Linked DNA regions of Gossypium raimondii: region 1 is linked to region 2. The links are chromatin contacts, called in public Hi-C maps. All regions are on one chromosome and are shown on one strand. Each heading gives the region's core, a stretch centred on a gene start, on an enhancer-like site or on the middle of the called end of the contact. The rest is flanking DNA. Distances are from core to core; before and after follow the strand shown.

What was found. A called contact is a pair of places that touch in the nucleus more often than the background predicts.
Region 1: a contact with region 2 is called in a Hi-C map of leaf, with 3 times the contacts expected there. The contact joins the promoter of LOC105777240 here to the promoter of LOC105777303 in region 2. A contact is called at or near these places in 2 of 2 Hi-C or Micro-C datasets (both in leaf).

What each region holds. Positions count from the first base shown.
Region 1 is chr10:48,261,534-48,265,008 of ASM2569854v1, forward strand. It overlaps LOC105777240, which reads left to right and starts at 1,469. Exons shown (of 16, transcript XM_012600384.2): 1 at 1,469-1,770; 2 at 2,388-2,582; 3 at 2,695-2,769; 4 at 2,882-3,049; 5 at 3,209-3,372. The coding sequence starts at 1,567.
Region 2 is chr10:48,078,185-48,081,468 of ASM2569854v1, forward strand. LOC105777303 reads left to right here and starts at 1,987. Exons shown (of 13, transcript XR_001128243.2): 1 at 1,987-2,620; 2 at 2,999-3,284.

The DNA of each region.
Region 1 (3,475 bases), core at 219-2,718, 180 kb after region 2:
ATGTATTAATATTAATATTTATACCATGATGAATTTTGTATTGTTTTAATAGTAAATACCTTTAAGATTAAATAACACTAATATAACTGATTCTAAATTAGTTAAATATTTTTAATTACATTAATTTTTAATTTAATAATGACTTTTTGAAGAAATTAACATAAACTATGTTATAAAAGAATTAAAAGTTAATATATATAATTGTGCATCACATAAGAATACAAATTAGTTCAAATATATATAATGTTGAAATAAATTTCAAGAAGTGAAATAACTGTATACCTAATATAAATATCACAAAAAATAAATTTAATAATAAATGAGGGTTAAGAATATTATTTTGATTCCAAAAGTGCTTCTTCAAACAAAACAGTACCTATGTCTTTTTGGTTGGATGAAAAAAATAAAGGGATGGAAGGAGAGAATGAAAAAATGGAAAGAAAATAAATTTAGAGTGTATTTAGTTGGAAAGAAAAGTGAGAGAAAATAAAATAGAAGGGATGGTCATTTTCTATTCTAATGCATAAAAAACTAATCTTTTTAAATTGGAATGATCAGAGAAAAGAAACTGGGAGAGAAGTGTATGTTTGTTCAAATTTTACATTTTTCGGTTGTTTTATTTGCTTTGCTTTCACTTTTCAACTCTACCAAGCAATTGAGAGAAAGAAAATTACTTTTTTTTTTCATCTTTTCTACCAAGCACATCTATGGAAAGAAATTTTATATTTTCCATCCTTCTAGTTTTCCTCTCCATTTTTCTAAATTTCTTTCCTTTGTACCAAGCAAATCTTAAGGGTGTGCTCAGTTAGGTGAAAAAGTGGAGCGATGTCGAAAGGGAGTGGAAAAGTGGAAAGAAAATAAATTTTAAGTGTACTGGGTGGGAAAGAAAATAGGAGAAATGATAATTTTTCATTCTAATGCATAAAAAAAATTCTTCCAAATTGGAATGACGATTGGAGAGAAAGTGAGAGAGAAGTGTCTCTTAGTTTAAATTGTGTATTTTTCAAATGTTTTATTTTATTTCATTTAATCTTTCAATTTTACCTGGTAATGAAAGAAAAAAAATCTTTTCCATCTTTTCTACCAGTAGCATATATAAAAGAAAAATTACATATATTTTTATCTTTTATTTTTCCATCCTTCAATTTTTCATCATTTTAATTTTCTTTTCACTCTATTTATTTTTCAAAATAACGGAAAACACATTTTAAATAAAAATGTCAAATTATTTAACTATTTTTAAAATTAAGTACTAATTAAACAAAAACCACAAAGGGCTAAAATATACACCAAGTCTAACCCTTCGTAATTTGATGAAAGGAGAAGATGGGGTGGGCTGCTTCAAGTTGAAAATTGATTGCCCAAAATCAAAAGGCCCATTATAAAATGTTTTCATTCTACATCTCGTAATTTAACCACAAAAGCAGGGATCATTTTGGAAACTTTGTAAATTATTAATTCACAGTTCAGTCTAGGCGCAAGTCATCGCCGGTAATGGCTAAAAAGCTCATACAAAATTAATTGAGTAGCATTTTCACGCATTTCTCCTCTGTTTTTATCACTGAAATGGAATCGAGATCGAGGTTATCGTCTATGTTATCATATGCGATATTTCTCGTTACACTCAGTGGACTCGCAACTCTCTCCGATTCTACTCAACAAGCGTTCAAAAGAGACCCCGGCCTCCCTCACTGGCACCATAGCGCATTCCTCGAAGTTCGCGACAGCGTCCGATCCGATGTTCGCCGCACGCTCCACACGCGTGCTGAGGTAATCGATTCTCGCTCTGAAAATCTTGTTAAATCTGTGAAGAAATTAATGACGACTTTTTCCTCGCCAATTTTCATCGAGTTTTCTTTTTTGAAAGAAATTCATATTATTAATAATGTCGGGTTTTCATCGAGGTTTTTTCATTTTAATTATTACTTTAGAGCGTCGAATTTACGAAAATTATAGGACTCGAATTGACTGAATTTGAGCTACACAGTTGATCTCTCCTAAAAATGTAATTCAAAATTCGAATTGCGTTCTGAAAATCTCTAGAACCTTGAAGAGTTAGTGGCTGCTAGCTTAGTTTTTCTCATCTCTGGTTATGATTAGAAAAGGTTCCCTTTCTAAAAATCTTGTTAAATCTCTAAAGAAACTTATATGGACATTTTTCTCGCCAATTTTCATTGACTTTTTGTTGTTTTAATGATTACTTTAAAGGAACTTACCAATATTATAGGTTTCGACTTGAGTGAATGAGCTACGCAGTTGATCTCTCCCAAAATGTGATTCAAAATTTAAATTGCGTTCCTGAAATCCCTAGAAACATGAAGAGGTTGTGGCTGTTAGCTTAGTTTTACTCATCTATGGGTATGATTAGAACAGGTTCTGTTGTGCAGGTTCCATTTCAGGTTCCGCTCGAGGTGAATGTGGTGCTAATTGGTCTCAATGGAGATGGTGGCTATCGGTACAATGTCGATTCACAGAAATTGGAGGAGTTTCTGAGAGTTAGCTTTCCCTCTCATAGGCCTTCCTGTCTCGAGACCGAGGAGCCCCTTGATATCGAACATCATGTTGTTTATAACACATTTCCTGTAAGTTTTTTCATTCCTTATTGCATCTTAATAATTACTACTGGTTTAAGCTTCAGCTAGATATCTAAATTGAGTTGTTAGTGTTGTTCTTCACTTATTTGTTCTACTATAGGCAGGACAGCCAGAATTGATTGCGCTTGAGAAGGCACTGAAGGGGGTCATGGTTCCTGCTGGTTCTGCAAGAGAGGTCTACTATATTGCTTCATATTTACTATTACTCTTGATAGTGGAAAGAATATTAACTATATGAATTCTTTTGTATATCAATTTCTTTTTTCTTTTTTCATTTTACATATTAGCCTGATTTTGGGAGAGAGGTGCCCCTATTTGAGGTGGAAGCAACAGCTGTGGAGCCAGTATTCCAAAAGCTATATTCATATATATTTGACATCAAAAGTGGGGGATATTCTGCTAAAGAGATGGATAGACCTGTGCCAACTGCTATATTTATTGTTAACTTCGACAAGGTATAAGCTAAGTATAATTTCAAACATTAGTTCTGTGCTTTGTCTGTATGAAACTTTGACCATTCCTAGTGTTTTCGTTTTTCCTTTCCCCTTACATGGCTGCATTGATTTGAAATTTTCCTTCTTGATACACTGGTGAATGATTCGGCCTCTTTTTAGGTCAGAATGGATCCTAGGAATAAAGAGGTTGATCTTGATAGTTTGATGTATAGCAAACTTACCCCACTGACTAATGAAGAAATGAAACAACAAGAGGGAGACTACATATATCGATATCGATACAATGGAGGAGGAGCGTCTCAAGTTTGGCTTAGCTCTGGAAGGTCTGTTTTGAGTTGCATTACTTTGTCGAAAGTTTAACTTTTGGGTCCCTGATTTATGGACTTATGGGAAAGAACTGCTAGATTAGAAATATTAACAAGATAT
Region 2 (3,284 bases), core at 737-3,236:
CCTCCCTCCCTCCCCACCCCACCCTGTCCCTTTCCCACTCCCACTCCCCCTCGCTCAACACCATCCCTCTTCCTCTTTGCTGTTGCTGCAATTTACTCAAAGCTATTAGTTGGAAATTGTAGGAAACAGTGAACAAAATAATATCAATCTTTAGTCTGAAAAAGAAAAGAAAAAACATAAGTAGGAAAGACAATACAAGTCATGAAACATAGTCGAATGTTTATATACGAGAATGAGGACGCACAAAGACAAATGTTGGTTGATTTTTCATGAAAGGATAACTATTTTTAAATTGTCAAATGTTTGAATGCCCAAAAATCAAATAAAGTAAAATAACCATAGTTACAACCAACTGGGTCTCACTTTGTTTTTTCAGAACAAATATAGAGAAAATCTAGTGAGAAAGCTTTGGGACCACATGTGCCATTAGATAACATAATCTTCATCTTATATGGAAATGCCCATATTTAAATTGGGTATGTTAGGGAATTTGAGGCAAAGAGATATAGGAAGAAAAAATTTCCCATGACAGGGCGGGTAAACCAAGGATAAACATAATGTAGACACAATTCCTTCATTTGCAGTAGCACACAACGTGAGAGAGGGGGATGGTAGTGGGGGAGGGACCCGGTGAGGGAGGTTATTTTATTTTATTTAATATTAATATAAAATTCAAATTTATTATTATATCTTTTAATTTATGTATTTATATATTTCTTTAATTTTTTTAGAATTAGGATCAAATTAAGATCATTTATAAATTTTAAGGATTAATTTTAAAAATTATGACTAAATTGATTTAATATCTTGAGGGTTAAATTCATTATTATAGTGGCTTTTTAATTGTCACATTAACTTACTATTTGTGGTTTTGACGAGAGTGAACTATGTAACATGAGTGTTTAAAATGTAAATTTTTATTTTGAATGCTAAAATGTAAATTTTAATACTTAGATGTTTAATTGTATAGTTTACCCTAGATAATAAATTATGTGACACTTATAACAACACAAAAGATTAAAGTGGTAAACAAATCTTAAATTTTCAAATTTATCATTAATCCATTTTAATTTTTTTAAAATTGTAATTTAAATTATTTAGTGCAAAAATTATAAAATTAATGAATGACATAAATACTCTTTATTATTTTAACTTCAAAATATTTTAATGTGAACAAACCGTGGCTGAATGGATGGGTGTGGGGATGAGATGAGGTTAGGTTAGGTATTCCGTATTCCATGTCAATCTCTCATTATATTTTTGTCGACAATGACAATGGTTTCCCAAAGCTTTGGACTTTACCCTTTTTGACATTCATGGAATAACCCATTCCCATCCTTTTTAGATTAATTCCACAAACATCCATATATTATCCTCAAAATTATAAATTCATCCTTCAAGTTCAAAATAGTTTGATTAAATATTTAAACTATTAATATTATATCAATCATATCCTTCTACCAACTTAATCATTTATTTGGGTTTTAGATAGTAGTATCATATCTATCAAAGCCTTCCAACAACTTAATCCTCTATTTAGGCATTAAATGGTAGTTTAGACTTGACGTGGAACATATTTAACTTATGGGGATCAAATTATAAACTTGTCTCGCAACTATCAAATAAACGGTTTGGATTTAATGTGTTGATAAAATAAAATTTAAGAGAGCAAGTTTTTAAAATATCAAATTCAAACTATACATACAAGAAGTGTATACATGTTCTCAATTTAATCTACGTGTTAAATGTTTCATGAGCCTTAACATCAAAGTTAATACTAGGCTTGAAGAACGATCTAGTTGATATTGATATTGATATTGATATTGATATTGATATTGATATTGATATTGTGAGGATGTTTTAAAGTTGGAGACCAATTTAAAATTAGATCATAGTTTAAGGATGGTCACGTGAATTAACCCCTTTTTATTAAAGAAAACCATAGCATTAAAAATATCTTCTGAATAATGAAAATATCTAACATAAAAAAGTTAGCCGCTTACCAACCGAAACAGAGAAACCGCCCGGAAAGAAAATATTCGGTCTTTTAAGTCTTAGAGTTTGACCTGTTGAAGAGGAAAGTTTGTAACACGCACAGAGAGAGGTTGAGAAATCTTTATATGTTATGAACGATTTGAAGATCCATGCTTTGAATTCGATTGTTTGAAGGGAATATGGAAACCCCTTCAGCAGAGGAGCTTTTGAAGAAGATCCAAATACTTGAAGCGGGACATGCCGATCTCAAGCAAGAAATTTCTATTTTAAAACAATCCGGTGGCGATTCCAAGGCCAATTCAACTCATCAAAGATCTCACTCTACTTCCCCTCGACGTCCGCGCTTCCCGGGGAACGCGGCGAAGCTTGCTGCTTGGAAGAAAGATTCAGCTTCGTTTCGGCACTCCTCGCCGTTGCGAAGAGAGAGCAGAAACAATGACACTGTCAATGGCGACAGCGGCACCGGAGGAGATTTAGGAGTAGGAGGAAGAGGAGGAGCTATCGAAAGAACCGGGAACGTCGGGCCAGCAGCCGTCAATTTCACTAACAGCCAGTATTTGAATATATTTCAGTCTATGGGGCAATCTGTTCATATATTTGATCTTAGTGGCCGTATAATTTATTGGTAAGCGAAAAGGGTTTCGCTTTTAAGATCATTCAGTTGCAAAGACCAAGTTTTTATGTTCTAAATTAGTAATTAGTGATGTGGTTTAACATTGTTTATTAACTACTTAGTAGCATTATAGAGAATGGGGCCTTTGGCTTAATGGCAAGGAGGTTAGGGAACTTTGAGCTCCAAAGTTCAAATTTCACTGGGTTTGATCTTATATTTATTCTGATGAGTTAGTTTGAGTTGATTTAGTTACTTTTTGCTTTTAACTATTAATTATGGTTGTAATTTGAAGTAAATTGTAACTTAAATAGAAAAAAAGTATTAAGTAAGCATTATCATTTGAGCATAGTTTTTCATTTAAAAAAAAAATTATGCTTTTCTTTTTTGCAGGAATAAAGCTGCCGAAAAACTTTATGGTTATTCAGCAGCAGAGGCTTTAGAGCAAGATGCCATTCAACTTCTTGTTGATCATAGGGATTTCGCTGTTGCACTTAATATTGTTCATTGTGTTATGACGGGGGATAGCTGGACTGGACAATTTCCTTTCAAGAATAAAATGGGGGAGAGGTTTTTGGCTGTTGCAACGTATACTCCTTTTTATGATGAGGATGATGACGATGATAGTTCATTAGTTGGAATCATTTGTGTATCCAGTGATACTCAGCCTTTGCAAGAA